Regions from separate parts of the Mus musculus genome. Here regions 2, 3, 4, 5, 6 and 7 are each linked to region 1. The links are chromatin contacts, called in public ChIA-PET, Hi-C, HiChIP or PLAC-seq and promoter capture Hi-C maps. All regions are on one chromosome and are shown on one strand. Each heading gives the region's core, a stretch centred on a gene start, on an enhancer-like site or on the middle of the called end of the contact. The rest is flanking DNA. Distances are from core to core; before and after follow the strand shown. Region 1 holds the start of Ass1 (argininosuccinate synthetase 1). Region 2 holds the start of Tor1a (torsin family 1, member A (torsin A)). Region 3 overlaps Lamc3 (laminin gamma 3). Region 4 holds the start of Lamc3 (laminin gamma 3). Region 5 holds the start of Fibcd1 (fibrinogen C domain containing 1). Region 6 holds the start of Qrfp (pyroglutamylated RFamide peptide). Region 7 holds the start of Gpr107 (G protein-coupled receptor 107).

What was found. Promoter capture Hi-C pulls out the DNA fragments that hold promoters and counts their contacts. A called contact is a pair of places that touch in the nucleus more often than the background predicts. ChIA-PET counts read pairs in DNA pulled down with a chosen protein or histone mark. HiChIP or PLAC-seq counts read pairs in DNA pulled down with a chosen protein or histone mark.
Region 2: a contact with region 1 is called in an RNA polymerase II ChIA-PET map of memory CD8 T cells, with 5 read pairs. The contact joins the promoter of Tor1a here to the promoter of Ass1 in region 1. A contact is called at or near these places in 3 of 39 promoter capture datasets (cranial neural crest, liver and pre-B cells), 1 of 484 Hi-C or Micro-C datasets (liver), 3 of 115 datasets of contacts at active chromatin or transcription factors (hepatocytes, large pre-B cells and memory CD8 T cells) and 1 of 9 other capture datasets (pancreatic islet).
Region 3: an H3K4me3 HiChIP or PLAC-seq map of embryonic basal ganglia shows a contact between it and region 1, with 5 times the contacts expected there. The contact joins the enhancer-like site here to the promoter of Ass1 in region 1. A contact is called at or near these places in 6 of 39 promoter capture datasets (3T3-L1-derived adipocytes, cranial neural crest, liver and 3 more), 6 of 15 datasets of contacts at CTCF or cohesin (the G1E-ER4 cell line, embryonic stem cells, hippocampal excitatory neurons and 3 more), 77 of 484 Hi-C or Micro-C datasets (the AML12 cell line, the AtT-20 cell line, B cells and 45 more) and 12 of 115 datasets of contacts at active chromatin or transcription factors (T-cell acute lymphoblastic leukemia, astrocytes, bone marrow-derived macrophages and 7 more).
Region 4: an H3K4me3 HiChIP or PLAC-seq map of embryonic basal ganglia shows a contact between it and region 1, with 4 times the contacts expected there. The contact joins the promoter of Lamc3 here to the promoter of Ass1 in region 1. A contact is called at or near these places in 9 of 39 promoter capture datasets (HPC-7-derived erythroid cells, cranial neural crest, embryonic stem cells and 4 more), 4 of 15 datasets of contacts at CTCF or cohesin (embryonic stem cells, large pre-B cells, pro-B cells and 1 more), 11 of 484 Hi-C or Micro-C datasets (B cells, the CH12 cell line, the N1E-115 cell line and 6 more), 12 of 115 datasets of contacts at active chromatin or transcription factors (astrocytes, embryonic basal ganglia, embryonic forebrain and 7 more) and 2 of 9 other capture datasets (embryonic stem cells and liver).
Region 5: an H3K4me3 HiChIP or PLAC-seq map of craniofacial prominence shows a contact between it and region 1, with 4 times the contacts expected there. The contact joins the promoter of Fibcd1 here to the promoter of Ass1 in region 1. A contact is called at or near these places in 3 of 39 promoter capture datasets (embryonic stem cells, hippocampal neurons and stem cell-derived epiblast-like cells), 1 of 15 datasets of contacts at CTCF or cohesin (pro-B cells), 4 of 484 Hi-C or Micro-C datasets (the G1E-ER4 cell line, bone marrow-derived macrophages, immediate neuronal precursor and 1 more), 10 of 115 datasets of contacts at active chromatin or transcription factors (astrocytes, bone marrow-derived macrophages, craniofacial prominence and 6 more) and 2 of 9 other capture datasets (embryonic stem cells and liver).
Region 6: a promoter capture Hi-C map of embryonic stem cells shows a contact between it and region 1, with 4 times the contacts expected there. The contact joins the promoter of Qrfp here to the promoter of Ass1 in region 1. A contact is called at or near these places in 12 of 39 promoter capture datasets (cranial neural crest, embryonic stem cells, frontonasal cranial neural crest and 7 more), 1 of 484 Hi-C or Micro-C datasets (nephron progenitors), 9 of 115 datasets of contacts at active chromatin or transcription factors (astrocytes, effector CD8 T cells, embryonic basal ganglia and 5 more) and 1 of 9 other capture datasets (embryonic stem cells).
Region 7: a Hi-C map of muscle stem cells shows a contact between it and region 1, with 2.8 times the contacts expected there. The contact joins the promoter of Gpr107 here to the promoter of Ass1 in region 1. A contact is called at or near these places in 1 of 484 Hi-C or Micro-C datasets (muscle stem cells) and 4 of 115 datasets of contacts at active chromatin or transcription factors (embryonic stem cells and memory CD8 T cells).

Annotation. Positions count from the first base shown.
Region 1 is chr2:31,468,163-31,472,265 of GRCm38.p6, reverse strand. Ass1 (argininosuccinate synthetase 1) reads right to left here and starts at 1,996. Exons shown (of 16, transcript NM_007494.3): 1 at 1,927-1,996.
Region 2 is chr2:30,965,951-30,970,053 of GRCm38.p6, reverse strand. It overlaps Tor1a (torsin family 1, member A (torsin A)), which reads left to right and starts at 2,136. Exons shown (of 5, transcript NM_144884.2): 1 at 2,136-2,380; 2 at 2,699-2,964. The coding sequence starts at 2,200.
Region 3 is chr2:31,902,952-31,907,054 of GRCm38.p6, reverse strand. Lamc3 (laminin gamma 3) reads right to left here. Exons shown (of 28, transcript NM_011836.4): 4 at 3,459-3,625; 5 at 1,259-1,447; 6 at 1,029-1,146. Among named protein-coding and RNA genes, the nearest start is that of Lamc3, 18 kb to the right of the region's middle. Within about 2 kb of position 2,259, at least 35 of the 459 cell types and tissues checked have an H3K27ac peak or open chromatin away from gene starts, as enhancers often do. A contact at or near this core is called in T-cell acute lymphoblastic leukemia, differentiating embryonic stem cells, stem cell-derived primordial germ cell-like cells and 1 more, where this site is marked.
Region 4 is chr2:31,885,523-31,889,625 of GRCm38.p6, reverse strand. Lamc3 (laminin gamma 3) reads right to left here and starts at 2,345. Exons shown (of 28, transcript NM_011836.4): 1 at 1,883-2,345. The coding sequence starts at 2,282.
Region 5 is chr2:31,844,293-31,848,395 of GRCm38.p6, reverse strand. It overlaps Fibcd1 (fibrinogen C domain containing 1), which reads left to right and starts at 2,391. Exons shown (of 7, transcript NM_178887.4): 1 at 2,391-2,685. The coding sequence starts at 2,614.
Region 6 is chr2:31,808,862-31,812,964 of GRCm38.p6, reverse strand. It overlaps Qrfp (pyroglutamylated RFamide peptide), which reads left to right and starts at 2,385. Exons shown (of 2, transcript NM_183424.4): 1 at 2,385-2,558; 2 at 4,047-4,103. The coding sequence starts at 4,047.
Region 7 is chr2:31,150,254-31,154,356 of GRCm38.p6, reverse strand. Gpr107 (G protein-coupled receptor 107) reads right to left here and starts at 2,041. Exons shown (of 18, transcript NM_178760.4): 1 at 1,876-2,041. The coding sequence starts at 1,998. D330023K18Rik (RIKEN cDNA D330023K18 gene) reads left to right here and starts at 2,066. Exons shown (of 2, transcript NR_040334.1): 1 at 2,066-2,375; 2 at 3,107-3,308.

The DNA.
Region 1 (4,103 bases), core at 747-3,246:
TTCCTGGTGTAGCTATACAGACTACATGTCCTTCATCTGCCTTTTACCTGTCTCTTTAACTGGGCTAAGGGGTGGGAGGGGGGAAGCTAGCAGAGCACAGCTTTTCAGGGACAGCCAGAGCCCGTGCTCTGATGCTAACAGCTCCAGTAACACTAGAAGAACACACCAGTCCACTCATTAATGCTACCAACTGAGGCTCTGGGTGCCCAGCCATTTTCCAGGTCTAGGGAGGAACCAGCCTCAAAAGAACAGGGAGCCAGGTCCTGGGAAGTGAACTCTGCCCAAAACCTTCAGTGAAAACCGATGCCTCAGACCCAGAGTTCAGCAAGGTATCTCTTCCTGCAGGGCTGCCCGCAAGGAAGGCACTCACTCCAGAAGCAGTGTGTTCACAGCCTGGTGGAGGGATCTGGCTGACCTAGGGGCGTCCAAGGTCAATGAGATGGGCCCTGAGAAAATGCAGCAGGTGGGCCGGGGCGTGGCTCCACCCCAAGGCTCCTGGAGTGTCTGACTTCCTCAGCTCAGAGCAGGCAGGCAGCTGGGGTGAGGGGCACACTTGACCAAGGGTGCTAAGAGCTGTTCTGTCCTACTATGTGCGTGGAGGAGGTGGGTAGTGGACAGAAGTTGCCCTTCATTTATGGACTCCATGGGCACTGGGTAAAGTCAGAATTCCTTGGGCAGCCCTGAGGCCCTTCCAATGCTCCCAGACTTGGCTGGTTTATGGTGGGAGGGGGAGAGGGTAGGGGGAGTTTGAAATGGAGGCTATTCCAGTCTCTGCCCAGCCCAGCTCTTAGGTTTCTCCACTGTCTTCTTCCTTCTGAAAGCCTTGTCTGGGGCGGGGGAGGGGGTGGAGGAGTGGGGGAGTAGGTGGCTGGGGAGGGTTGCGGGGGGGGGGGGGGGACGGGACCCTGTCTTTTCAGGTCTTCATCCCAGACCCAGTGAGCAAGTGGGCAGACCCTGGCCACAGTTCTCAAAACAGCTCACTGAACTTGAACTCTTGGACAGCAAGAGTTCTGAGTCCAGGCACAAGGCTGGCAGCCCTGGAGCTGGGAGGCTGACGTCAGGGGTCACCTGCCAGGTGGAGGAGCCGCAAAGCGAGGGATCAAAGGAAGGGTTTTCCTACTCTACCCCTGGGGAAAGGGCAGGTCTGCTCCTGCCAGCTGCACTTGCAGACAGCCTGACAGACCCACTTCACAGAGGGGAATACTGAGAGCGCGGTTAGTTCTCCTGGAGAAGATTTCCCTCGATTTCTCGGTTAGCCTGCCTTCCAGAGAAGGGCCCAAGCCGTTAACAAGCCAGAAACAGACATTTCCTGCGAAGGGGCTCCTCCCAAAGAGCCAGCCAGCTAGCAGGAAACCTGTCTAGAAGCCCCACCCAGACTGAGCCTGGCATTGCACCCTACGGAGAAGAGAAACCAGTCACAGCCTAGGAAGGACCCGGGACGGGTAGGCAGGGTTCGCGTGTCCACCAGAGCAGGGTACTGTCACACTCAGGAGAAAGGCACACGCCCAAGCCCCTAAGGGCAAAGAGGGGCTGGACCTTTTGCTTACTTTGAGAAACAAGCCTGAACATAGATCGGCGAATCTGATCCAGGGAGAGGGATTCGGAAGCCCCCAACCCTCTGGACTCTCCGGGACTCTACTTGGAGCCTTCGCAGCACACAGAGGATCGTGAAAAACCAGAGGGGGACCTCCATAGTCCTCCTGCTCCGGAGACCTTGGGACCCGTTCTCCTACATGGGTTCCCTAGGCAGGAGGAACGTGTGCGTCACAGCGCCCCGGACATCAGCCTCCTTCCTTCCACTAACTGCGCGGTCACTCGGGGGCTGCCCTGAGCCCACCCCCTGCAGCTGCTCGCTCCCTCTGGGATTCCTTGGTCATGAGACCCTGGATAGAGAGTGGGGACCAAGAAGGGCCCGGAACTTCTTACCAGTGAGCCCAGGCGGCAGTGGCAGACGGCGGAGCAGGGCTGAGAGAGGCGCGCATCCAGGGTTATAAGCACAGGGCCTGGGGGGGGCAGGAACCTGGGACACGTGGGGACGGGCGCGAGAAAGGCCCCGCCCTCGGGCCCGGCCCCCGCTCCGAGCCTCTCAGGGCTCGAGGCCACCTGCGGGTGGGCGTGGCCCCGCGCTCTCTCCCGCTGGCCCCTCCCTCTTCCCTTGGCGCCCGCACCACCTCCCGGGGGCGCACGGGCGTGGGCTCTTGCAATTTAGGTCCCCTGATCCTGACCCGCTGGTGGCGCCTGGGAGGGCGGCAGAGGTTGGAACCCGCGTGACTAGCAAGGCTGATCGCAGCTGTCTTGCAAGAACCCTTGAAAGCGCTGCAAGGCGGGAGTGAAGATGCAAATTGCTTAGGTTCAGAGGCTGTGTAGCCCCACTCGATTTAAAGACTGAAGCATCTGCCCCTCAGAGGCTCTTGCTTTCCCTGATGCTAGCCCACAAGCCAGAGCTAAGGGTTCACAAGAAAATGCAAACGAGTTGGCCAAGGATGGCTGGGGATGCCATTTTAACGTCCTGGCCTGGCACCTGCCCAGATCGCCGTGGGCTCCCAGTAAATGGTGAATCAAAGCCTGGCTGTCTGCTGAGCCATCAGAAGATGGGGAAGGTTGAGGTTCACAGAGGTGAAGCTGCTGGCTTGTAAAGTGAACCCGGGGGTTGTGGCCCACATGAGCCAGAAAGCCGTGCCAGAGGCTTCCCAGCCTGGCCTGAGCCCTGCAACACACAGGACAGCCCCTGCCCCAGTGAACCTCAACACCCAGGATTACGGCAAGATCATATCCCCCAGGCAGGCCTAGATTCCAAGCCTCAGACGGCTCCATGCCCATGTTTTACCCAGCTTTCCTTACTACTGCCTTGCCCTGAGACTCTGGGTGCCCTCTGGGGTCCAGCCAAGCCCCTTACTCGGTCTCCTGATTTTTGTTCAAGGTCAGAAACAGCAGCTGTGGGGGCTTCTAGGAGGGAGAAGGTGCCAGACACATTTACAAACTTTAGCTGCAGGATTCTTTTGTGCTCCTGGCCCTGTCCTCCAAGCTAAACGTAGCCCATGCTGGTTAGAAACTCCAGAGAGCCAGGTGGGGACGGACGTCCAGGGGACAGCCTGAGGCATCTCTCTGCTAAGTGACACTAGAACAGCTGACCTTCGGGCGTCACTGGACCAGCTCTGGACCTTCCTCACAGACAGGAGACTAGTGAGGTCAATGAAAAGAACATGCCAGCAACTTTTGAGCCACTTTGAGGCCATTGGTCCCCATTTGCTGACTCGGCTTCTTAGGGCTGGCCCAGAAGCTTTCCATCTTACCTTTATGAAATATATGCACAGAGAGAGGGTGCATCTTTCCCAAGGCCACACAGCATGCCCAGAGCATAGCAGAATTTGGGCCCCGAAGCCCAAAAGCCTCTGCTCTAACTCAGGTTTGAACTGAACTGGTTCAGGCAGGAATCACGAACAGGGGGAACCTTTACCCCCTACTACAGAAATGACTCCAGCCCAGAGGACTGACACATAGGCAGGGGGATAGAGGGGCCAGTACTGCCAGCAGTTGACTTATGAGCCCCCAGAGGTGGAGGTGAAGTGCAGGGGCCCAGCTGACTCCTGGACCAGCTATGTTCTCTGCATTCCTCCACCTTCACGGTGGACACTGAGTCCCACCCATCCTCACTCTGCAAACTACTTCTGGATTGGGTGGAACATGACCCAAGAGGGTTTGCCCCTGGAAATGAGTCACCATGACCTTTGACTTCACCTTTCCCCCTTCCTACGACAAGGTCAGGGCTCCTTAAGAATCTAGGTTAGCGATTTAAAAAAGCAAAACAGAACAACTTTCCTATATATCCCTGGCTAGCCTAGAAGAGCTATGTAGACCAGGCTGGCCTTGAACTCTTGGCTTCTGAGCAGCCTCACCTCCCCCGCACTCTCCACATCTTTGGTTTACTCAGACCACAGGACTTTTCTTGCTCCAATTTCCATTCTCATTTCCCTGCATAACCAGTTTGTCCCCTGGCCCTTCCTCTATAAGGAGGTCAGAAGCTTCCAGAAAGTACAAACCAGAACAGGTCACACACACCCTTCTTAAAGGTCTTGGATGGGCCAGCAAGATGGCTCAACAGG
Region 2 (4,103 bases), core at 887-3,386, 500 kb after region 1:
TTCAGATAAGGAGATAGCTCAGTGATACAGCTACATGCAGAGGGCCCAAGATTTGATCCCCAGGAATGACAACAACAAAAGACCAGGCCTATGTCCCAGAACTAAGGAGGTTGAGGCAGGGAGATCAAGTTTCAAAACCAGTCTGTACTATGTTGAAAGACAGCCTGGCGTAGTTCTGAAGATTTTAGCTTAAAACGGAGGCTGTGGAGATGGCTAACAGGTTAGGAGTGTAGAGGTCCTGTAGCCTAGCTACCATCCCCTGACCACCAGCCAACCCTGCCCCCACCCTGCCATCCCAAAGAAAGCTTAATATGAAGCCAAACAAGAAACAGAAGGTCTGAGGCATAGCTCCATGCAGCATTTGCCTACAATGCATGGGGCCCAGGGTTTCATTCTCAGAACTCCCCTTCCCCAAGTGTCTAGTATTTCTCAAAACTCTCAAAGTCATTTAAAGAGCACCCAAGAGAAGCTGAGAGTCAGCACTGTGGGGAGCTCAAAGTGTTCCCTGTTAGTGGTAATTTATAAATGTTACAGTTTGCTCTTAAGCCGACTAGCTTCCAGATAACTGAGACAGGACTATTTAATTTTATTTAACAGGTTTAAGGCACAACAACTGAGCAGTATTAGTTTATTTTAGTCCTTTAAGCTAATCTGACTACTTCACAGCCACAATCCTTGAGATACTTGTTGTATTTTATGGCTTTCTCTGCTCCAGCTGTTTTTTATGATTATGATGTCTTCTGGACTTCCCACCTCATGGCTAAATCCCCACTTCCTCCCTCTCTCCTGTTCTGTCACTGGCTGATCAGCCCTTTATTGACCAATCTGAATAATTAGGAAGCAATGTTTACACAACATTGATGACAGGCAGTTCTCAAAATAAGGATAGCAACCATATATGAGGGCATAGCAATCAGCATGTGAATAATACAAGGATAATCCTTATACAGTGCACAATAACATTATTCCTACAGTTCCCTAAGGAAGAAACTGGGTAAGAAACTATGGGCTTTATTTAATAATATTGCTCATGGGGCTGGAGAGATGGCTCAGTGGTTAAGAGCACTGACTGCTCTTCCAGAGGTCCTGAGTTCAATTCCCAGCAACCACATGGTGGCTCACAACCATCTGTAGTGGAAATCTGATGCCCTCTTCTGGTGTGTCTGAAGTCAGTATACTCACATACATAAATAAATAAAATCTTTAAAAAAAAATACTGGTCATGGGTTTTTAACAAGTATGAGATGCAGATCCCTCTTTTTTTTTTTTTTGAGATGTCAGACTCTCACTGTAGCCCTGACTGCACCTGGAATTCCTTGTATAGGACAGGGTGGCCTCCAACTCAGATATCCAAGACAATCACCTGTCTCTACTTCCCAGAGTGCTGGGATTAAAGGTGTGTGCTACAATACCCAGCCCTCAAATGTCAGTTTTGTTCTGTTTTGTTTTGTTTTGTTTTAACGACAAGATCCAATATGCAGCTTTGACCTGCTTGAAACTTTGTAGACTGGCCCCAACTCATACAGAGTGTTGGGGTTAAGGGTGCACACCACCCACCGCACCTGTCAGATTTAATGATAGGGACGCACGTTGGGGGGGGGTCATGTGGGAACCCACTATATTATCCTCTCATTTTTAAAAATTTATTCATTTACATGTTAATTTATGCATGTGTGTAAGCCCACATGAGTTTATGAGCACCACATGCACGCAGGTGCCTGCGTCATTTCTTTTTTAATACTTATTTATTTCATGTATGTCAGTACACTGTCGCTGTCTTCAGACACACCAGAAGAGGGCACCAGATCCCATTACAGATGGTTGTGAGCTACCATGTGGTTACTGGGAATTGAACTCAGAACCTCTGGGAGAGCAGTCAGTGCTCTTAACCGCTGAGCCATCTCTCCGCCCATCATTAAAAAAAAATGGTTCTAAAACACTGTTACTTGATGGGGATAGGGCAGCAGTCATCATCACCTGATTCCTATAATCTCAATATTATTCCTGTAACATCAAGGTTCAGAAGCAGAAGGGACTTTGCCCTTAACAAAGATGGTAGCCACTAGCGTCGGTAGACTGCCTGCCCCGGACAAAGAGGGCGGCCCCGCCAGCAGGAACCGGAAATACGAGTCTGGGCGGTGCGCGGGGTACGGTGGGCGCTGGGCGGGCGCTGGGCGCGCAAGGTGCGCGGGTCCGGTTATGAAGCTTGGCCGGGCCGCTCTGGCCCTGCTGCTGCTGGCGCCGTGCGTGGTTCGTGCGGTGGAGCCCATCAGCCTGAGTCTGGCCCTGGCCGGCGTACTCACCACCTATATCTCCTACCCTCGTCTCTACTGCCTCTTCGCCGAGTGCTGCGGCCAGATGCGGAGCCTCAGCCGGGAGGGTAGGCGGGCACCAGGCGTCCGGGATGCTGCGGCAGGGGGATGGCGCCGCTGCCAGGCCAGACTTTGGCCGGAGGCCTGAGAGATGAGTGGTCGGGGCCCGGGGTAGGGTGTCAGCCCTGCGCGGAGCTCTCCGGGGCGGCCTCACGGCACCTCTTCCGCTTGGCTTTGGGGCCAACCCCGAGGAAGGGCAGAGTTCGCAGCACCAGGGTCCCTCAGCGCTCTCCAAACCAGGCTCCGCGGGCCCTGACGTCCTGGAAATGGGGCTGCCTTTTGCCAGCTTGTTTCTCTCCTGACCAGAGTGATCTTTCCTTTCTCAGCGCTGCAGAAAGATCTGGATAACAAGCTCTTTGGACAGCATCTTGCAAAAAAAGTCATCCTAAACGCCGTGTCTGGTTTCCTAAGCAACCCGAAGCCCAAGAAGCCCCTTACCCTCTCTCTGCACGGGTGGACGGGCACCGGCAAAAACTTCGCCAGCAAGATCATCGCGGAGAATATTTACGAGGGCGGACTGAACAGTGACTATGTACACCTGTTTGTGGCCACGCTACACTTCCCCCACGCCTCTAACATCACACAGTATAAGGCAAGAGCATTAAGTTGACCGCCTTCGCGGATGACCCGGAATTGGGGTTTCTCTGTTGTGGGGTGGGATGTGGGAATTCCACGTCAGTGAGTGAGCCACAACATGGCTCTCTGTATGTCAGTTCCTCTTTAAAAGGTGTGCACAGAAGTGGTCATATCCCTTGGAGGAATGACAGCTGAAGCTAGGCTACCGTGTTTTAAAGGGGACTGTCAAGAGCTGGGGGTAGCTCGGCATAGAGCACTTGCCCAGAATGTGGGAAGTTCTGTATTATGTCTCTCCACCCCAACTCCCACAACTCCCGCTGTGGCGAGGGTGCACTGGGGGATAGATATGTAAGTTACAAAGGGTTTGAGATACATAGAGCAGTTAGACCACCAAAGTTTTATGAGTGGCCTCTGTGACACTCATAAAGTGACTCGGTAAGGTGACAACTTGGCTGGGAAGTGGGGACATAACAACTCCAGGGTCTTTAGGAGTCGCCTCCCCCCGCCCCCTGTTGTGAAAAGGAAACCTAGAGGCCAAGTTTGCTTTGACCCAGCTGTTGCAACCTGCTATTGGAGTTTAATTCTGATAACAGGCTCACACCTGAATTCAGGTTCGGTCCCTCCCTCCCTACAGCTGTGCAGTAGGGGCTGTCACTTAACTTGAGCAGGGACATTCTTTATCTTAGAATGGTGCTTCAACCTCGAGTCTGTTAGTGCACCCCCTTTCTGTTGAGCATTGTGTGGCCATAACTGTGGCTTTGTGCAGGTTGTTTAATCTTGGTGCCTGAGGTCAGCGGGTGTTTTCCTACACACCTGTATTCCCAGCAGGCTGAGGCAGGAGGATCACACCTTTGAGGTTAGTCTGGGCTACATAGTAAGCTTCTGTTTGAAAACAGAAATGGAGAGGATGTCAGGTGGAGGAAGAGGAGAAAATAGGGGCTCAGTATCATTTCCTCAATGGCTTTGGGGAGAAGATTCAAAAATGTTGTCATAGCCAGGCATGGTGGCGCACGCCTTTAATCCCAGCACTTGGGAGGCAGAGGCAGGCAGATTTCTGAGTTCGAGGCCAGCCTGGCCTACAGCATGAGTTCTAGGACAGCCAGGGCTACACAGAGAAACCCTGTCTTGAAAAACAAAACAAACAAAACAAAAAAT
Region 3 (4,103 bases), core at 1,010-3,509, 430 kb before region 1:
TTGTGGTCTTCACCTGGTTCCTGGGGATCTGAGCTCATATCCTTGTACTTGCACAACAAATGCTACCAACTGAGCTATCTCCTTGGCCTTCACAAGCCCATTTAAAAGTGCTTTTAGGGGACTTCTAGAATTTGTCTAGCATGCATGAAGCCCTGAGTTCAATCCTTATAAAACTGGCCATGACGGTATACACTTTAACTCCCAGAGGAGGCCACTCTTGGCTATGTAGTGATTTTTTAGGCCAGCCTAGGCTTCGTAAGACCACACCCACAAAGTGCTTCTGAATTTGTCTGCAGTATTGGTCACCGTGGATTTTGCCATGAACTTTTAAATGTGTCTGGCCCCTCTTCTAAGATCCAGCCTGTGGCAGATTGCCGGTCCCTCTCCTCATGACCAGGTACCACGCACTCCAACCATGGATATAAGGCCTGGCTCCCTGCCCAGCTTCTTCTTGGCCCTCCGCCATGAGAATCAGCCCCCATCTCTTCCTCCTCCTCAGTCTCCTGTCACCATAAACTTGGGCTTCGAAATCTGCTCATCTCCGTCCTCCCTCTTCAGGGCCAGCCGTGCTCCTGCCAAAGCCTCACCCCGCCTCTCACACAGACACCTACCTTGGCCTCCCTGGTCACAGCCTTCCCCAGATACCCCAAAGGCCCCTCAGCACTAGGCTCTTCTTCTTCCAGACCTGAGTCTCACCTGACTCCTACCTCAGCCTTGGCTGTGTCCCCTCCCCACTTGGAGTGTCTCATGTCCCTTGCTCATGAATTCTCAGGTTTCAACCTGGGGCTCTGTCCTTCTCACAGCAAGTGGGCCTCCCAGGTCTCCCCCACCCTCCACCCCAGTGGGCTGGTTGGTTAGTTCTTCCTGTGTCTGCAGCTTTATCTCTCAAGAGGCAGGGGCTCAGTAGCTACAGGGTGGGGTTACATCAGGGGAGAATGTAAAGGTGAGGGCAGCTAGAATTCCGTTCCCTTGGCACAAACACACCACATGGTTGACCCAGGCCACCAGTCTGCAATGCACATCCTCACCTGCAGCCGCCCTCACTGAGTGAGTGGAATCCAGGCAGGCAGCGATCACACTTCCAGCCTGTCACTGTGGGCTTGCAGGGACAGACGCCTGAGTTGTCACACTGGAGACTCAGAGAGCCTGGAGAGGAGGGACACTGGGCAGTGGAGGTGGGAGGAGCCGAGGTGGGAGGGGCCGAGGTGGGAGGAGATGAGGGTAGGAGATGAGGAAGGGTGGAGCTGGGATCACTCACCTGCTGGGTGGCAGTCACAGGGTTGGCATGGTGTCTTCGGGGACCATCTGTAGTAGTTCTTCTCACAGCGCTCACAGTGTGGCCCAGTTGTGTGGTCACGGCACCGCTGACAGTGCCCACCATGGCCTGTGCTCCGATAGAGCTCCCTGTCAAACGTGCACTCCTCAGAGTGCCCACTGCAGTTGCAGGCTGGGAGAGATGGAAGGTTGTGTGTAAGAGTGATGGCCTCTGCTGGGGCTGAGAGACTATGCTCTCTGAAGCAGGAGGCATCTCCAAGATGGGTGTGCTTGGTTCATCCTGTCAACCTCCTAGGTTTCTCCTAGGTTCAGTGATTTCTACAGTATGCTGACATGGCAAGACCCACGTTAAAAATGGATGGCACTGGGGGCTGGAGAGATGGCTCAGTGGTTAGGGGCACTGGCTGCTCTTCCAGAGGTCCTGAGTTCAATTCCCAGCAACCACATGGTGGCTCACAGCCATCTATAATGGGATCTGATAATATATATTATCCTCATCGTTCATCTCTCCCTGCTTCCTGGCCGTAGATGTGATGTGACCAGCTGCTTCACTTTCCTGCCATCATGGCGTCCCCACCGTGAGGGGACTGTACCTTCACGCTGTGAGCCCAAACAAACCTTTCCTTTCCTATCCTGCTTCTGTGGAGCATTTTGTCATAGCAACAAGACAAGTGACTAAGAGGAAGGGCCAGAGTCTAGGCTCAACTTGACCCAGAACACAGAGCCCCATCATCTGGTATTCCCAAACAGGATGCTCTTTAAGAACTAGGTGGGCTTCATTAATAAACTCTCCAAAACAATGTTTTCCCGGACAGAGGCAGAGAGGTGTTTTAATAGAGGAGGACCATGGAGCCAGAAGTGTATCGGAGCCAGGGGGAGACACTCTGGACCAGGGAAGCATTATCTGCTTGGTGTGTGTATGCTAAGAGGCTTGCTGGGAGCGAGCACCGCGCCTCCTGATGGCCACGGAGGGGATAGAGTGAGGTAACTGATGTGTGATGCCCAGCGGATTGAGTCAGAGCTACCAGGAGGCTGGAGTTATGGGGAGGAGGCTGGGGGTGGAGGTGGGGACTAGGGGAGGGACAGAGCTGTATTCGCACTCTTTGCAGACCCTTCACTGGAGGCTGGAGACAGAGGAGAGGAGACAGCAGGCACCCAGAGGAGAGGGCTGCAGAGAGGGATTAAAGGGATGCAAAAGAAGGGGGATTTAGGGCTCAGAGGCTGCCTGGGCTGGGAGTCATGGGGTGAAAGGTCAGGCATGAAACCTGCATCTTTCAGGCTGGTGGCCGGGGTAAGGGCTTGGCAGGGGAGCAGGCTAGTTCTCAGCATTCCCCTCCCACGTAGAGACAGGCACAGACTTGGCCCAAGCAGGGAGCCAGCACACCTTCCCTGGGGGAGGCAGCCGATCAAGCCAAGAGGAACTCATTAGGACTGTGTTGGGCCCTGAGGCAGCTCCTACAGACAGAAAAAAAAGCTGTCCTATCTCAAGGAAAAGCTGTCTCCTCAACACCCCCAGCTCTGGCAGGCTATGGCCCGAGCCCAGGAGGTCAGCTGCGAGAGGCTGTGTGTGGAATTCTGTGCCTGGCTCCAGGCACCACACAGTGAAGCCGGAAGCAGAGGAGGACCGTGAAGGGAGATGGGCTGGACCAGGGCAAGTGGGATGCTGGAGTGGCTGGTACAGACACTGGGAAGGCTTCTTTTCCCTCTCCACCATCCTTGCAGAAGGTTCCAGGGCCCCTTCCTTCCTTCACCAGCATGTCTTTGAGGTTAAACAGACAGAGCCACACCACACACAGCTGAAACATCAAAGGGCTGCTGGGGACTGCGGGGGGACTGTGGGAAAGACTGGGGTGGGCGGATCTGAATCCTATGGGTGGGGGTGGAAGACTGGATTTCATTAGCTGCCAGGGTTGGAACAGTTAAGAAAGGGTTAAGTGGAGTTTGGGGACCTTCCTGCCCTCCTACCACAGGCGCCTCTCTGGGTGGACTCATCCTGGAATGACTTGTGAGGGAGGACTGGGGCTCAAGTGCTCCCTAGACATCATGTTCACTCTCCTGCCCAGCCAAGGACCCCACACTGAATGCCAGGCCCACCCAGGGGCACAGGCAGCCCACTGTGGTTTGGGGCATTGTTTCCTGTCAGTCTCATTAGCTTCAAGGCCTGCTGCCTGAGAAACACTCACGCAGACACTCGTTGGCATCCTCGGCGGTGCCTCGGGCCCACGGACGGTCCTGGAAGAAGGGCAGACAACGCTCGCAGTCCACTCCTGTGGTGTTGTGCTGACAGCGGCAAGCCAGCTGACCAGCCGCATTGGGTTCGCATTCACTGGCGTGACCATTGCATTTGCACCTGAGGAGAACACCGGGAGGAAGGGCCTGGAGACACTGAGGGGAGGAGGGTGCCCCTCGAAGGCAGTGCAAGTGTGGGCCTCCCTGAGCCCTGACTCCATCCCTGGGGCAGTGATAAGGAGAACCCTGGGGTTCCCAAATATCTATGGATTGGGGTCTGTTGTCCCTTGGAGAAGTGGGTTTATTTGATCTTGCTCATCTCCTTCACAGGTCACCGTGAAAGGAAGTCAGGGCAGAAACTCAAGGCAGGAACCTAGAGGTAGGAGCTGATGGGGAGGCCATGAGAGAATGCTGCATACTGGCTTGCTCTCCATGAGTTCCTCAGCCTGCTTTCTTGTATAACACAGGACCACCTGCCCAGAGATGTCACCACCCACAGTGGGCTGGATAATGCCATGTCAACCTTTTTTTTTTTTTTTTTGGTTTTTCGAGACAGGGTTTCTCTGTGTAGCCCTGGCTGTCCTGGAACTCACTTTGTA
Region 4 (4,103 bases), core at 1,096-3,595, 420 kb before region 1:
TGGTGGAAGCCAGGGCCTGTGCATGCTAGGCAAACACTCTACCAACTGAGCTATTTCCCCAGCTCACTCTTGTCTCCACTGTACACGCAGGGAAGCTGAGGTGCAACACAGAGCACTGACTTCCTGGTAAACGGTTTTCTATGTCTGAGTCCTAAGTCCATTGCATGATATCTACCCTATCACAGATTTCAGACCCATCAAGAGAACTCTGAGCTGACCGAGTGCCCAGGATGCTGTGTGGCACTGCATCCATCCATCCATCCATCCATCCATCCATCCATCCATCCTTTCACGGTACAATCTCTTCTGTGCCTCATGCCCGTGTGTGTGATGCCTTTGCTCACACGGATCTGTGGGTTCCAGAGGCTGCTTGTTGCAGCATCTAAGGCTGCAGGAGCTGCATCAGGCAAAGCCCAGCAGTGTGTAAACAGGGCAAACACAGGGTTCCCACTCTGACCACATGGCCCTGGTGCCCAAGGCTAGAGTTCCCTCCTTGGCATCTGGATTTCATGGGCACGTGTGACAGCCTTTGTTAGGGAACACAGTGTCTCCTTCCCTGCCCCAGATTCCTCCCATGGCCTTGAGGTCCTGCCAGCCCCATTGGCCACCACCTCCCCTAGCTTCCTGCTTCCTGTCTGGGCAGACCCCACCCCATCCAGGCTCCAGACAGTAGAGAGAATGTGTCCTCACCCCTGGGAACTGGGTTTGGGATACAAAGGGAATGTGCCTGCCTATGCTGCTGAAGGGGTTAAATATTCTTCCCACCTCCCTTTTCTGAGGACAAAGCTGTGGTGCCAGGGCTTTGCCACCCATGGCTAGGAAGAGCCAGTGTAGTCGTGGGTGGTACAGCACATGCCAAGTTTATATTCTGACCTCCATTGCACAGGAATGTGTGGGTCCTGACTGTCATTTAGCAGCTGTGTGTCTCTGCACAAAGCACTTAACCTCTCTGAGCCTCCAGCTTTTCACTGGGGCATAGTTTCATTAGATGTTATCCAAACTCTGCTCCTGATGTACCTTGGACTTTCAGAGGCGTGCTGAGGATGTATGTAGCTCAGGGGAAGAGTGCTTAGCTCACAGGCTTCATTCTGCGGCTGTAAGCTGCTCTCAAATGAGATCCAGTAACAAAATGTATGAATATTGGCCCTTACTAGGATACACCAAGGTTAGAAATCGCCTCAGGTCACGTTTAGTGTCAAAATGAGTTATGAAAATACCAAATCCAAGTTATCAAACCTTTGGAAGATTTACACAGTATTCAGGACATAGCAAGGAACCTGAGGAGATCGCTGGGCTCATCTGAACTTGGAGTGGGTAGAGAATAGTCCAGTTTCAAGGTAGAAGTGGACCCCTGGGTTCCCAGCCTCAAGGGCCTTGTGCTCCCTCATCTTGCCTCAGTCTGGGTGGAGCAATCAAGAACAATGCGGAGGGGCCACTCGAAACGCCCAGGCTGGCTATCCAGTGGCAGGAAGAAACTGGCTGTCCTGCCCAGGGTACTACAGCATTCACATTTGGTGGCAACTGCCCTAACGCCCATTCCCAAACTGCTCACAGCGTCAGAGGTCCGTCCACAGGGCATCGAAGCTGACCGGATTACAAGTTCGGGTCTTAGAGGATGGATCAGATAGATCATCATGGAAGTATGACCCCCACCTTCCTTAACAGTTCTTCCAGGGAATTGTTGCTGTACCCAGTTCCACAGCTGAGGGGAGCCTTCTGCTCCCCCAAGCCCTTAGGGGAGCCCCCTGGGCTGACCTCTTGCTACCCAGGGCTTGCAGGTTCTGACTCCTTACCCGTGGGGTGCTGCAGTCTGCCCCAGCGTGCACAGCCCTCTGCCTGGGCCTCCATGGTTTGGATATAAGGTGACAGGGTGCATGCTTACCTAAGCTCAAGGTCAGGTTAACAGAGGTGGGGTACTGCACCCCGAAGGCCATGGATGGGCTCTGCCACCAGGTGCTGTCATCGGGGCTGTGGAAGTCTGTGAGGTAGGAGGCGTCGTGGCGTCGTCCGGGGTCAGCATCGTCGCAGCGCTGGCACTGTAGCCCAGCCCCTGGTGCCCCCACGTGTGGACAGAAGTCCTCCGGGGGCCGTCCGCACGTGTGGGAGGCCTCGGCGCGTCGGCCGAACGCCGCGTTCTCGAACTCAGGCAGACAGCGCTGTGCGCGTCCCACACCGTCGTAGCAAGAGCCCATGTCCGCGCCTGCCGCGAAGTGTGTCTCCTGAATCACCAGCGCCATCGATGCCACCGTTGCCAGGAGGGACAGGACCCTGGATACAGCCATGGTCCTCGCCCCGCTCTGCACTGCTCCGGGATCCACTCTACGCTGCGGTCTGCGCTTAGCCCCTCTGCGCTCCACTGGCCCCTGGAGTCCTCCCCTGCAGGCGGAACCCGACGGCATCTGAGGGCGGGACCCATGCAGGCGACACCCCACCATCCGAGCTCCGTCCCTTCGTGCTCACCCCCACCTGCTGGACGTGCCTGGGAGTGCCTGCTTGTTCTGGCTGGGTCGTGGACTCGGGAACTGTGAACCTGGCTCCACAGTCCTCCCTGCAAAATGGTCTCGGTAGAGACACCAAGTTATTCTGCTAATGCGGCTCTTCTATGGAAGCTCTGCACTTGTGTACCTTCCTGAGCTGAAAGGCAAGACAAGCGCAGGTCTTCACCTGACAGAATGACCTTTGGCAGTTTTCCTCCGTACCTGTCCAGTGTTCTCTGTCAAAAGTGTTGCGCTCCTGGCGTCTCCTCCCAAAGCAGATATTGTCACCTGGGATTTATCAAAAGGCTTCCTCTTATCAACAGAGGCCTCCCCTTCTCTCCACCAAACTAATGTCCTTCCCAAGGCACCTTCTGGCCCTTGTAGACAGTAAAACAAAATGATCCCATGGGAGCGGGACACCGTCAGATTCCCACAGCCACGGTTGGATAGATCCAGTAAGACTCCAACCCTGCATGAAAGTTATGATCAGGGTTAAGGAAGTGGTTCTCTTGGGGTCTGGCATGGGTAGTCAGGGGTACAGGGCAAATTGTGGTAGGGAGCCTTGTGCTAGCCCCCTCTGGGGCCTCCTTCCTTACACTGCTAGCTAGATACAGGATCACAAGGACACCTTGAGAGGAGGACAAAGGCAAGTTTGGGATGAAAATGGACTCCTGTTGCTGTGGACGCGGACCACCAAGGAGGCCCATGTTCTTTGCCTCTGTCTGCAGAGCAGACTCCTGCACCCCTAATATCTCTTAATCAAGGGCTCAGCTTGGGTGAGGTCCTTAGATACTGTCTCAATTCAACCTACAAGGCTTCTATTGATTTCCTTGAGAGACTGAGTAGGCGAGAGACCCACACTGCACAACACAGAAGCCATTAGTCACATGATATCTGGGCCCCTTCTGTATCACCCATGGGGCTGTGGCAGAGCCCACACCTTGTCTCACTAAGACTGCCCCCGAATCTTCTCCTTCTATCTGCCTTTGCAGCCAGGGTCCCTGGAGCTAGCTTCTGTCCTTCTGGACGAATATTCTGGTATACATGAGGTCCCAGAGAAAGAAGGTTTCTCTACATATTTCACTTCTATAGCCTGTGTTGAGATCCCTGTGTGCTAACCATAGCCCTAATGGTGCACGCATGTGCACACGAGCACACACACACACACACACACACACCTCTGCTGCAGTCAGCACCAGCTGTACTGTAGTGACAGTGGCTTCCCTGGGAACAGTGTTCTGTGTGGCAGCCTCTGAGGTCCCTCCAACCTTCCACTGAGCACATACAACAGAAATTTCTAAGCATCGGGGCAATATGTGCTGCTCAACTCCCAGATCATTGAAAATAATCACTATAGCGAAGCCAAGAGCTGCTAAGAAATAGCTCCAGGACCCTGCAAGGCTGGCTAGTCTGGGCTCTGGCGAGCAGGGCCTCTGTCCGTCCTCTCTGTGCTTGGGCAGGATGCAAAGGTCTCACAGCCCAATAAGAGGGATGGTGCTTGTCACATCATAGCTACTAATGATGGGCTGACCAGCCAGCCACAGCAGCTGGCATACCAAAGTGGGGACTTAGGAGAGGGAGCCGTGACCAGTTCCACATGGTCAGGGTAGGCTTCCTAAAAGAGGT
Region 5 (4,103 bases), core at 1,142-3,641, 380 kb before region 1:
GCCTGGCAAGAAGTCACAGCACACAGGCACAGTGTTGGTCTGCTCTGCTCTGTGGCTCCTCCCAGGAGCTTCTCCTGCATCCGTGCATCCCGTTCACACCTCCCCATGGGGCTGATGGGCCTGTGTACACTAGGGGCTGGTGCTGTGTACAGGGGCTGAGTGTGCTCCTGCCAACCCAGGGCCACCACTGATCGTCCTAGTGTCAACTGAGCTGAGAGCACAGCTGTGGCAGAGTGGAGATAGGGCAAGGCCACCCCTATCTGCACTCCAGCAGACAGGAGAACTGGGGACTCTTGCTGAGTTGGTGACAGGTCCCAGCAGCAAACACTGCTGGGAGGAGCCACTAGGTGGCCCCCGCTTACCTGTCCTTCCTCAGACCCAGAAGCAGAATGTCCTGAAGGCGCCCATGCACACCTGCGTGTGTCTCCCATTCAGAGTTTGGCCTCCCTTGTCTTAACCATCAAAGTGGCGTCCCCTGAACCAAGTATCACCATCCTAAACAGGCTGACAGCTCTCCGTGTACACCCAGGGACCTTTGGACCACATCTCCAGACCAGGACTGCCCAGGGTGATTTTTAGTGTACACCTTGCCTAGCTCTTCCCGGGGAACTGCAGAATCAGACTTGGGATCCTTAATTAATGCTTGCTTCTTATTTATTTATTTATTTATTTATTTATTTATTTATTTATTTATTTATTTATTTATTTATCTATATGAGTACACTGTAGCTGTCTTCAGACATATACCAGAAATGTGCATCAGATCTCATTACAGCTGGTTGTGAGCCACCATGTGATTGCTGGGAGTTGAACTCAGGACTTCTGGAAGAGCAGCCAGGGCTCTTAACTGCTGAGCTACCTCTCCATCCCTAATGCCTGCTTCTTGTGAGGGCGCTGGGAAGCCTTCGTCCATTTCCATCCTTGCTTGCTCAATGAGGAAACAGGTTCCGAGAGAGCAGAAGCCTGCCTGCGTTTATAGCGGGAAGTATGAACCCCAGCTAACACTAACCCCTCAGATGCTTATGTATGGTGCCTGCCTCTGAACCCCGGAAGAGAGAGCCCTTCAGAGTGAGGTGCTGTTAACCCTTTGGATACAAGGGGAACCTGAGTCAAGAGAGGTTCAGTGGCCAGTAATCACAGTTTCCTGCTTAGGCCTGAAGGATCTCTGGGTCACCTACAACCCTCTTAAGTGATGAGGGAGCATGGGGGAGGGGTGTGTGCAGGGCGACACATGTTCATCCTCTAGGATGTGGGCTTCTGACCCCAGCCTGGGGTGACTGGGCAGTAAGTAACTCCGGCAGCTTACTGTCCGGAAGCCGGGCTGGGACCGCGGGAGACCCCAGCCACCCGGAACACTGGAAGTGCAGACTGTGGGATCCAGTTTCTGGCTGGTGACAGTCTGGAAGGGCACGTGGCCACAGTGCCTAGCTTCAGCTGTGGTCCCGGGACCACTCTGTCTGTGTTAGGCTCGGGCCCCACCCTCGCAAAGCCTGCCCCACGCTTGCCAGGCACCTAGAGGGACGAGAAGAGGGACGTAGACGAAGATGAGGCAACAGACTGGAAACCGGTGGGAGAGAGACGACGCCGGTGCCAGGGAACAGCAAGGCGGCCAGAGCGCCCCGAAGCCGGAAAACAGCTTTAAGAAATAGCGGGGGGCCCAGGCGTCTCTGCGGAGCTGGGGGGAAGGGCGGCTGGCGGGGCTCGGCGTGGGGCGCGTGGGAGCCACGCGGTCGGAGTCACAACAGCAGCTCGTTAACCGCGCAGATTAAGGACTTTGTCAATTACCTCCGAAGGCTGCTCGGGCGGATTAAACGCTTTAAAAAGTGTTGCTAGTGGGAGGGACGACTGAGAAGCCCCCACTGGTGGCTCAGATCCCTCCTCCCGCGGTTGGGATAGCTCCAGGCCGGCTTGGGGGGGGCGGGGCGGAGCGAGGTGTTGTTCGGGACTCCGGGTGGGCAGATGCCATAGGGGCCAGCCTGGCTGCGGAGTCGGGGACTCCAGCACCAGGCCACAGGGCTGGAGATTAGCGGGCCACGCGCACACTTGCCCCGGGACTGGAACCTCGGAGCCCCGAAAGGGTCACACGGTCTCTGCCTAGCCCCTTCCTAGGGACTTAGACGAGTCCCACCCGAGAGGAAGTTTGCGCGGGGCGCCGCAGGGCGCGCAGGTTCCTCGAGGAGCCCGTGGCTGTCGTCACGCTCGCTGCTGCTGAATAGTCCTCCTCACCCCCCAGCGACCGGGCTAGAGCGGGAGTCACTCTTAGAGCCCTCGGGGGGCGCGCGCGCGTGCTCGGGAAGCCGCGGGGAGCAATAAAAGGCCCTGAGGGTCCGAGACGAAGACGCGGAGACTGAGCCGGGAGGAAGAGGGCGGAGCGCGCGGGAGGCGCGGGAGCGGGACGCGGGGACGGCGCGGCGCGGGCGGCTCTCGGAGGCTCGCGCCCGCGCTCCCAGCAATCACACGCGCTCACACGCAGCCTAGCTGGCGGCCGCCGCTCCCGGGCCACCCCGGATCCCCGGCACCGAGGGGACCTCCTGCGAGTGCAACGCACCCTGTGCACCCCTCGCCTCCTTTGCACTCGCCCTTGCCCCGCAACCCCGCTGGTCTTGCTGGAAGATGGTCCACGAGCGGTGGAAGACCGTGGGCAGCGCGTCCCAACTTGAGGACCGACCGCGCGACAAACCGCAGGTACCCACGGGCGCGGGGACGGGTGTGGGGGCTGGAGTTTGGTGAGCTTGTGCAGAGCTTAGTGGGAGCACCTGCTCTCCTCCTCCCCTCAGCGGAGTCTTGAACTCTGGGCTCCCTGCAGAAGGCACCCGCTGCAGCCAGTCCCCACCCCCACCGGAGACCCCTGTGCTTGCTTGTGCAGAGGGAAGAGAAGACCTATAGTTGGTTGTGGATCAGCCCTTCAGTTGGGGACAGCCAACAGATGACCGCGCGCAGAGTCCCGTTCGCCCACAGCCTCAATGGGGGTCCTCCTCACTTGAAATTCCTTAACCTGTGCCAGGCGCCCCGCACATCTTTCCAGGCTTCAAGAACAGGACCGGCCCCCCAGATCCGCCCTCTTTACCTAGGCGCCCAAATTCAATTGGGGAACAGTAAATATTAATCTCCTATAAGAAGCCTAGGCACTGTGATTCTCTGACTTTCAGGAGAGCAAGGCTCAGAGAGGTCCCGCTGCAGCCCGAGGCCACGAAGCCCTACAGGGATTTGAACCTGGGTCTGGCTGATCCTCTCTCCCTACTGCCTCTGCAGGGACAGTGAAGTGTCCCGGCTTGGAGGATGCCCAGGGCTGTGCACTGCACCAGCTGGGACAGAACAGGGAGGGGCTGCTGAGGTACTGGGCATCCGGAGTCGGAAGCAGAGGGGTGGCCGCAGGACTGCCCCAGGCTGGGCCATCAAGGGACTGGCATAGACAAGCGAATTGAGGAGGCCGTTTGCCAAGGAGAGCAGATAATGGGGCTGCCCGTTTTAAATTTTAAATTTCTCCCAGACAGATGTCACTGGGGAAGGAACAGTGAGAGTTTGCAACCAGAGAAGGAGGAGGTGGCAGGGGTGGGCGTGGCCACTCCTCACTAATCAAAGCTGCAACCTGCCTTTCTTTCCGAGTAACACTGGTCTGGTAAGGGGACCGGCTAGCTTGTTTGCAAAGCTGGCTCTTCACTAGTATACACTTCCCATATCCCAGATGAAGATCAGGGAGGTTGAATATGCCCAAGCCACACAGCATGTGGGCCAGAGAGCAGGGACTCTACTTTTCTAACCTCAGACTGGTTCCATTGCCTCCCTGGGTGGTCTGTCCCCCTTCTTAACTCTTCCAGTCTTCACTGTGTCCCCAGGTGGCAGGGCCCTTCCTGCTGAGATCTTAAAGGAGCAGTGGAAACTTCAAGGCTACCCCAACCTGGTCCAGTCTTCCTTCCTTTTGGTATCTTAAAGATCCTGACTGCTATTTGCCTCCCTGGGCCGGATCCCACGTCCAGACATGTGCTTTCTCATTTGATTGACACCACCAGGCCTCCAAACACTGCACACCCAGGGACACCCTACCTGTTCTACAGAGGGTAGGAAAGAGGCTGCTCCCTCTTGGAGGCCTCCCTGGTTGCCTG
Region 6 (4,103 bases), core at 1,136-3,635, 340 kb before region 1:
ACTAATAAACAGTCATTTATTTCTAATCGATGCTTCAACTTGAAGCTCAAGTTATTCCATGAAAGGTAGGGTTGACTGAGTGCCCACACTGCAGAGAGAACAGGGGCGGAACCCCCCGCCCCCTACCCCGGCATGGGGGCAGTGAGGGAGGGATCACCACTCCTGTACTGTGGGAGTGTCCTGAGGCCATGTCCACAGGACACCAGTTCTCAGACTCTTTCCCAAGATTCTCAGTGTCCTGTCCTCTAGGCAGCTCACTCTGGGTCATGGGGCTGGAGGGATGGGGGTGGGGTGCAGGGGAGGCACAGGTAGAGATGCTGGGGACAGGACTCCAGAGCCAGGCCCTCAGAAATCCAAGGTGATTGTGTCTGTTTCTGTCGGAGCACTCTCGCCTGTGTGGGGGCCTTGTCCAGCTAGCCTGCTCCCTGACACTGCTAAGCCCTGGCCATGATGATTCCCTCAGCTGAACTGCTCTGTCTGTGGCTTCAAGAGCCAGCTGGATGGGTCTCACCGACCCAATCTCACAGAACTCTCTAGAACTATCAAGGGGCTTGAGGACGAGCCATCTACAGGGTGTAGGACTGAGGGAAGAAATCTCCCTGGGGTTCTGTGAGGAGACTGGGGAGACCCCAGTGGTGGTGAACATTTATGAGAAGGGTGTGTTCTTCATGACTTGAGGAGTGTTGTGACATCATCAATTTCAGAGGTTCGGGGCTGATGGAGATCATAGCCATATGGTGTTCCAAGCTGGGTCCTATTCTGGGGGGGGGGGGGGATCATTCAGATGAAACCAGGAACCTGCAAGGGCACAGCCCAGACTGGCTGTCATGAATATACCCTTTCTCACCCAGTCTCAGCCCTCCCTCACACCATGAGAAACACAGATGGGTCCAGAAGCCAGGCTGCAAGGAAGCCTGGACAGGCTGCATGGAGCCCTGTGCCCTCAGGACTGCAACTCAGAGAGCCTTGGAACCTCCTGGAAAGCTACCCCCCACCCCAATTCCTCCTGTAACACTGCTTCCTTCTTTGCTCAGCCTCTAACCTTGACAAGGCCCATCCTGCTCGATGACATCAGAAACACCCTCAACTCCAGACTCCACGCTGGCCTGGACAGCAGCTGCTGGCAAGGTCCCCCATCATGGCGGACAGTAGCTGAAGACACTGGGGCTCAAGGATCAGAGGGACAGATGCAGGCAGGAACCCAGGAGTGTGCCTGAAAAGCGCTTTGGGAGTCTGCCCAGCCCTCAGAGCCAAGTGTTTGATTAAAGCAAATGTCTGAGCTGGCCTCCCAGCCCCATAGTCACAGCACGGCAGGTGGGAGCCCAGTGTGAACTGAGGAACTGAGTGGGCCACAGGGGAAGGGTCCCACCCTACCATGCAGTTGCTGAATCCAGGGTGTGTGGGTGGGGCATTGTCATTAGTCACCGGAAGAACTGCACTGAGTAGTGGCCCTGGAATGGGCAGTGACCACACCTTGGCCAGAGCACCCGTGGTCAGCATCCAGAGGGAGTCTGGTAAAAGGAGGAGGCTATGGAGATGAGGTATCTACAGCCCCTGCAGACACACACTCACTGCGGTGGTGCCGGCCGGTAAGAACAGCACCCAGCCGTGGACTCAGCGGAAGAGAAGTCATGGTGTGTGGTTAGGGGTGGTGGTGACAGACAACCCTGTCCTTCCTGAGGGTGCCAGTGTGGGAGGAAGGCCTCATTACCTGCCCTACACCTTTGCCAAGTCTACACCTAGCTAACTCGATGCCTTATCTCCCAGCCACCTTGACAGCCACTGGGGAGGTAGGTATGATCATACTCCGCCATTTAGAAGGGCAGGCCCTGTGGCTTTATGTCTGGATGGGCAGCCAACTCTGGAAAGTATGACCAGCCATGAGGCCGCATGGTGAGAGAGACAGAACATACCACTGTTGTCACAGACTGAGTGTGTTGCTGGAGCTGTCGCCCGAGAGGGACCTGCTTAGCCATGAGTTCTAAACCTTGAACCCCTCAGAACCAAGAATTCCTGCCCAGTTTCATGTCTCCCGAGGCTCCTAAGGAGGGGTATATCATATACCAGAACACCTCATCTGCCTACAGAAGGGACTGGGTGTCCATGACCCTCCAAGCCCTCTCAGCAGTGAGGATGCTGCCTCTGTAAGCCCACCGTCTCTGGAGGGAGACCAAGGCAGGGCCACCATCAGGGTTCTCAAGAGTGGGCCTCCATGTCTCCACCGGGAACCTCCAGTGTCTGAGCCCGCGGTTGACCCGTGATGATGCTCTCTGTGCTGCAAGGGTGGCGCCCGCCACTCTTCATCAGACCACATCCTGTTTGCGTTGTCTCTTTGTCCTTTGGCCCACGGTGCCCCTTCCTTCACCACCAGCAGCCCCAAAGGAATCCTGGGGCTAGGAATGCATAGCAATCAGGCAGGCTGGGGCTCGCCTCTCCAGGGAGCTTTATAAAGCGGGGGAACCCCAGAGCCATGCCTGCTGGACCGGGACCTGAGCAGCTCTGCCTGACAACTGGGGTCCAGGGACTCACCTGCCCTTCTTAGAGCAGCCCTCAGCACAGTGAGTACAGCAAGGGACGGGAGGCCAGGCTCTCCAGGTGAGCTGGGTGCAGGCGGGTACAGCCAGCACCACGAGCCACACACCAGGAAGGGCGGGTGTGTGGGAGACCCGCAGCTTCATCCTCAGCTCAAGTTCCACCAGAGCCAGCCGGCCCTAGATGCCAGCCAGGAAGTATTAATCTCTGGGGATAAAGACCATTCCTGGTCCTCCCCTTCTATGGGGAGAAGGGAATGAGACTTGTCTGTCCCATGTGGGGGGCCCTGCCCTCTCCACCCGTGCCTGAGGAAGCCCCTTTAGCAGCAGCAGACTGGAGGCTACTCCAGGCCCTGGGGACTAGGGGGCTTAGCAAGCTGGATTTGGGTAGAAAGCAGGGCTGCTTTTGTTGTTGTTTTTGAAGCTTTCTGGCTGCGCTCACTTCTTTGAAATGTTTTCAAGGGAGCTGTTTCTGGAAAGAAGTCGTCCCCCCTGTCCCCCCCCCTCCCCCCTCCGTCCCCCGCCACTTCCAGCTTCAGGGGCTTCCTCAGAGGATGAGCCAGCTCGGCTCAGCTCACCCATGGTCACTGCAAACACAAGCATCCTCTGTGAGGGAAGGGAACAGTTCCCACCAAGGGATGTGGGGGGGGGGACCTCGAGACAATGAGACAGGTATGGGGGCACAGAGTAATGAGGCTACCTTGAATTCAGCTCTCTTTCTTATAAAGCTGTAGGACCTAGGGCAAACCCTGAGGCTCTCTGTGCCTGAGGTCCTAGGGGGGGTGGCCCCGGGGTTGGTGGGCTGGATGGCTATCATCAGGAAGCAATCATTTCCCTAGAGACTGGCACAGGGAGAAACCACACTGACATTAGAGCCCAGAGCTGTGTGGTGGGGCAGCGTTTGCTGTAGACAGACTTACTGTACAGAGAAACCCATTCACCAGAGCCTGTCCTGCCCAGTGGGAGCTCAGTGGGTGCTGGCTGTCCCCAGCCTTGCCTCTAGCTCCTCCCCAGGTAGGAGTTTGACTTACACAAGGGCCACCAGGCCCATTTCCCCCTCCCAAGAGCAACTTGTTCCTGAATTAGGGAGACAGTGGGGTTTCCCAGCAGAGCTGCTAGACCTATTCATTATCAAGTTGAAAACACGGCAGCTTCTCACTCTGCCTACGGCCCAAGAGTCAATAATTATAATAGAAAATTGAACCCAAATGCACACAGCCCCGAGGGCCACCCGGGTACCTCTGCAAGCCAGCTGGCAGCTCTGGTATTCCAGTACTGAGCCACCAAGGCAGGCAGCTCCCCGGCTACAGGTGAATAGGAATCAGACTAATTGGTCCAGCTGGCTCCCGCGGTGGCTACGACAGCCTGGTGTCCTGGGTGCTAGGGAACCAGGCTAAGCACAGTCAGCAGCTATCCCTCCAAGGGCTGCCCAGACCTTGGGAAGCCTGGGGCCAGGGATTGCATGTGGCCAAATGCTGGCCACTACCCCCTCCTCTCTCTCCCTCCTCTGCTCAGATGAGGGGCTTCCGGCCTTTGCTTTCCCTACTTCTCCCTCTGAGTGCCTGCTTTCCC
Region 7 (4,103 bases), core at 792-3,291, 320 kb after region 1:
CAAGCCTGTGCTTCCCAACTTCAAGCAGGGTAAGACCATCTTCTGCTTCTTTGGTGGACCCTCTGCTGGTAAATGTCCTCTCCTTAGATAACAAGTAAAGACTGTCCAAGAAAAAAGATTCTAGTACCAACTATAGGATAATCGTAGGGAGCATGTTACAAGAGAGAAAACCATCAAGGCATCTGACACAGAGAAGTCAACCACAGAACTTCACTAGGTTGGCACAAGAGAGGCCAACCACAGAACTACTCTAAGTTTGCTTCCACCACAGATAAAGGCTGGTATAGAAGGTTGGAATATACTGATCACTCAGGCTGGCCAATATAAAATACTGCCAGCGTTTACCTAGTGATACCAGACACCTGGCATTTAAACACTAGAAATGTTGGACAGGGAGCCAGGAGATGTGGTCCCAGTGTGTCTTGTTACAAGTAGTTTTGTTTCTAATTCCTAAGCTTTATAAACTCAGCTAAATTATATACCCAATAAAAACAATCTGCAAACCTCAAAATGCGAGACTTTAGAAATCAGGAGTTCTTACCCTCAGAGTGATGAATCTGCAAACTTGGATACCTTGATTAAACTGTACCAAGATTATGAAGCTACAGAAAGGCCAAGAAAGCTGTTAAGATGTAAGATGGTCTTACTTCAAAAAGCATTTCTCTGGGGAGAGTGCCTACAGCTTTCAGTGGATTTTATAAGGAGCCAAGATTGATCTGTCTTGCTGTAGGTAAGAGTCACTTTACTCAAGATCATTTGTTTGTTTGTTTTTCAAGACAGGGTTTCTCTGTATAGCCCCGACTGTCCTAGAACTCACTTTGTAGACCAGGCTGGCCTCGAACTCAGAAATCCGCCAGCCTCTGCCTCCCAAGTGCTGGGATTAAAGGCATGCGCCACTACCGCCCAGCTTCAAGATCATTTTAACAATCAAAAGCAGACAGCCCAAGTGTGCCTGTATGGATTTGGCCAGGTTTCAAATCTACAGTCTGTCTGGACCCTTTAAACGCTACATTCACAAGCCTTTATCCTTCACACCTAATGGAAAGTGTTTTTACAGACAGCTGTGTCCAGATCCGCAACTTCTTGGTACACTGACTATTAGGAAAATGTACAAGGCTTTGAGTCATAATGATGTCACTTTCTGTTCTCCAGGTATATTAACCGGCTGCCAATCCTGTGTAAGCCTTAGAGAACTTTCTACTGTGAGTTAGCTACCATAGCGGTTCTTGGTGGTCACTTCAGGCCTGTCATAAACATCTTCCTTAGGCAATGGCCATAGAGCGGGAATGAAAAAGGCCCACTACTTAGAAACACTTTGGATGCTGAGTTTAAATCCTCAGGCTTGTTCTTTCTTATTTTTTCTTCTTGAAACCAAGGCATGTATTTCAAGAGAGATTTGAATTCCTCTTGGGGATTCTGGCTTTGGTCAGTCAACCGAGCACCCTAAACCAAGCAAGGAAACAGGCTAAGATTCCGCACAACTTCAAAGCGCCAGATCAAGGAGCACAGAAGGGCGGAGATCGCGGACAAGAGAACTTGGAATTTAAGTTATGAAAGGGTGAATTAGGGAAGGTTGCCACCAACGTGGAATCCAGGGAAGCCAGCAGGAATCGCAGGAGTGGCCTCCCAGGTCTTTGGGTATTTAGGCCGCATCTGGGCCCCTTCCTCAGGACCTCAAACCTGCAGGGACCAGACTACCCGAGGAGGCCGCACGGCGTAGTCCATCCCTACGGGGCGGCGCAAACCCCCTGGCTCAGGGGCCGAACTTAGGAGATCCCGCTGGGCTGAAGTTGGCTCAGCCCGGGACAGCGGTCGCGCTCCCCCCACCCCCCCGTCGCCACTCCCTGATCCTGCCCCCAGCCTGCCAGGCCTTACTTTGAGCGCCAGGTGATGGACGCGGCCCAAGACGGGGTGGACCAGCAGCTCCAGCAACGCCAGCAGTCGTAGCAGCCGCAGGCAGAAGGAGCCGAAGCGGCCGAGGGGTACCGGGACGGCCATGTTTGTTCCAGCATCACCAGCTGCTTCCTCTCCCACCCACTTCCGGGTCAAAGTGCGTCGTCCCGGAGGTGCTCTGGAAGGGGGCGCGGCTGCCGCCTCCGAGGTCCTTGAGATCGTTTTACTGCAAAACGCAACTCTGGTCACGCAGGGACCTGAGCGGACCACCTCGGCACTCTTCAATTGGCCTCCCAGGACGGACTTCCGGCAAAGCCCCTGTGAGGACCCTGAAGCGTTTGCCATGACAACCATGGCGGGGCAAGTTCAAGCCGGGCCTCCTTTCTGCCTTGCCGGGCTTGGGGATTGAGGGGCCTGGACCAAAGTCTGGAACCCGCAATGTCCGCCACTGACCCTGGCGGATGATTGGACTGCCTTCGGTGGTAATAACTTAGAAATTGCTGGCCTGTCTTAGATTCCTTGACTTATTATCATCCTAGGCCCTTTACACAAACTTCAGCTTGAAATAGTTGCAGTAATAGGATTTATTGAGTCCATAGGAAGCCATCCACTAGGCTTTTTTTTTTTAAGTGGCATTTAATCTTTGGGACAATCTAATTATATAAGAGGTAGGTGTCAGGCTGTTCCTCTGTTCTACCTAAACTCTAAGAAATGGTCATTTTGGCCAGTCTGAGCTGGGGATCACATGCAGATTTTTAACTGATACGTCATTTTGTCTTGTGTGATTTCATGCCACCGCTGGAGTCTGAGCCTTAATGTTTTCTATTTTAGTCTCTTTGGAAACTTAGCTTCTAGTCCTTAACACTTAATGGAAGGACTTGGTTGTAGGTCCCTGGTACCAGGGCTTACAGGAAACACTCGTATTAAAATAGCTGATAACCAAGTTGGTTTAGTTCTTAGATTCTTGTTTTTAGCTGGACACACAAGTAACATATGCTTTTGTGTATGTGCATGTAATTATTTAAGCAAAATAGGACACAATAAAAACACAGGGAACTCTACTACCAGGCAGCTACCACTATGTAGGTGTGTGAACACCTATGACAGAATCAGATTCCTATAGCTTTTTAACTGGAACTAGTAACAGGATGTATTTTGAAGGTCTGGTTGGTTGCTTTTCTAAGTTTTTTATGTATGTGTGTGCCATGTATAGGTACCTGAGAGGACCAGAAGATGGTGTCAGATCCTCGGGAGCTGGAATTGCTGGCAGTTGTGTGTTGCCTGACATCATGAGTACTAGAAAGTTAACTCAGGTATCTATCTATAAGAGCAGTAAGTGCTCTTAACCACTGAGCAGTGTCTCTAACCCAACATGATAGATCTGTATATATAAATACATATAGATAGGAAATTAAGTTTGTTTTTATGTTGTTTGTGTGTTTATAAATGCCATGAGGTGTACCCATAGAGACCAGAAGGGGGCATCAGATCCCTGCAACTGAAGTTACCTTGGTTGTCAGCCATCCATTGTGCTTGCTGGGAACCCAAACTCCAGTCTTCTGGAAGAACAGGAACTCTTAGCTGCTGAGCCATCTCTTCAGCCCAATATGATATACTTTAATGCCACAAACTGTGAACTTCAACAAATTCACTTGGAGCCAGGAGGTGGTGGTACACATCTTTAATCCAAGCACTCAGAAAGCAGAGGCAGGCGAGTGGATATCTGAGTTCAAGGCCAACCAGAACTACTCAGAGAAACTTCGAATTGAAAACCCAAACAAACAAACAAACAAATCGATTTGTTGGGACTACACTGTCTAATTAAAAAAAAAAAATCGCCGGGCATGGTGGCGCACGCCTTTAATCCCAGCAGAGGCAGGCGGATTTCTGAGTTCGAGGCCAGCCTGGTCTACAAAGTGAGCTCCAGGACAGCCAGGGCTATACAAAGAAACCCTGTCTCGAAAAAACCAAAAAAAAAAAAGAAAAGAAAAAAAAAATCACTTGGGAAAATATGGAACTAAAAGTGAGATGGTTTTGGAGGCCCTGGTTTTGCCTCTGTGCTTGCACAGTCTTCATACACTGATATACCCCGAATCCTTCCCCTGACTTAAAAACCAGGCCAAGTTCAGTCACACCCTCTTCAGAGGCAACAGTAGAACATGCAGGTGGAGACACAGAGGTTGGGGTTTATCTTAAGATGCATTTCAGTT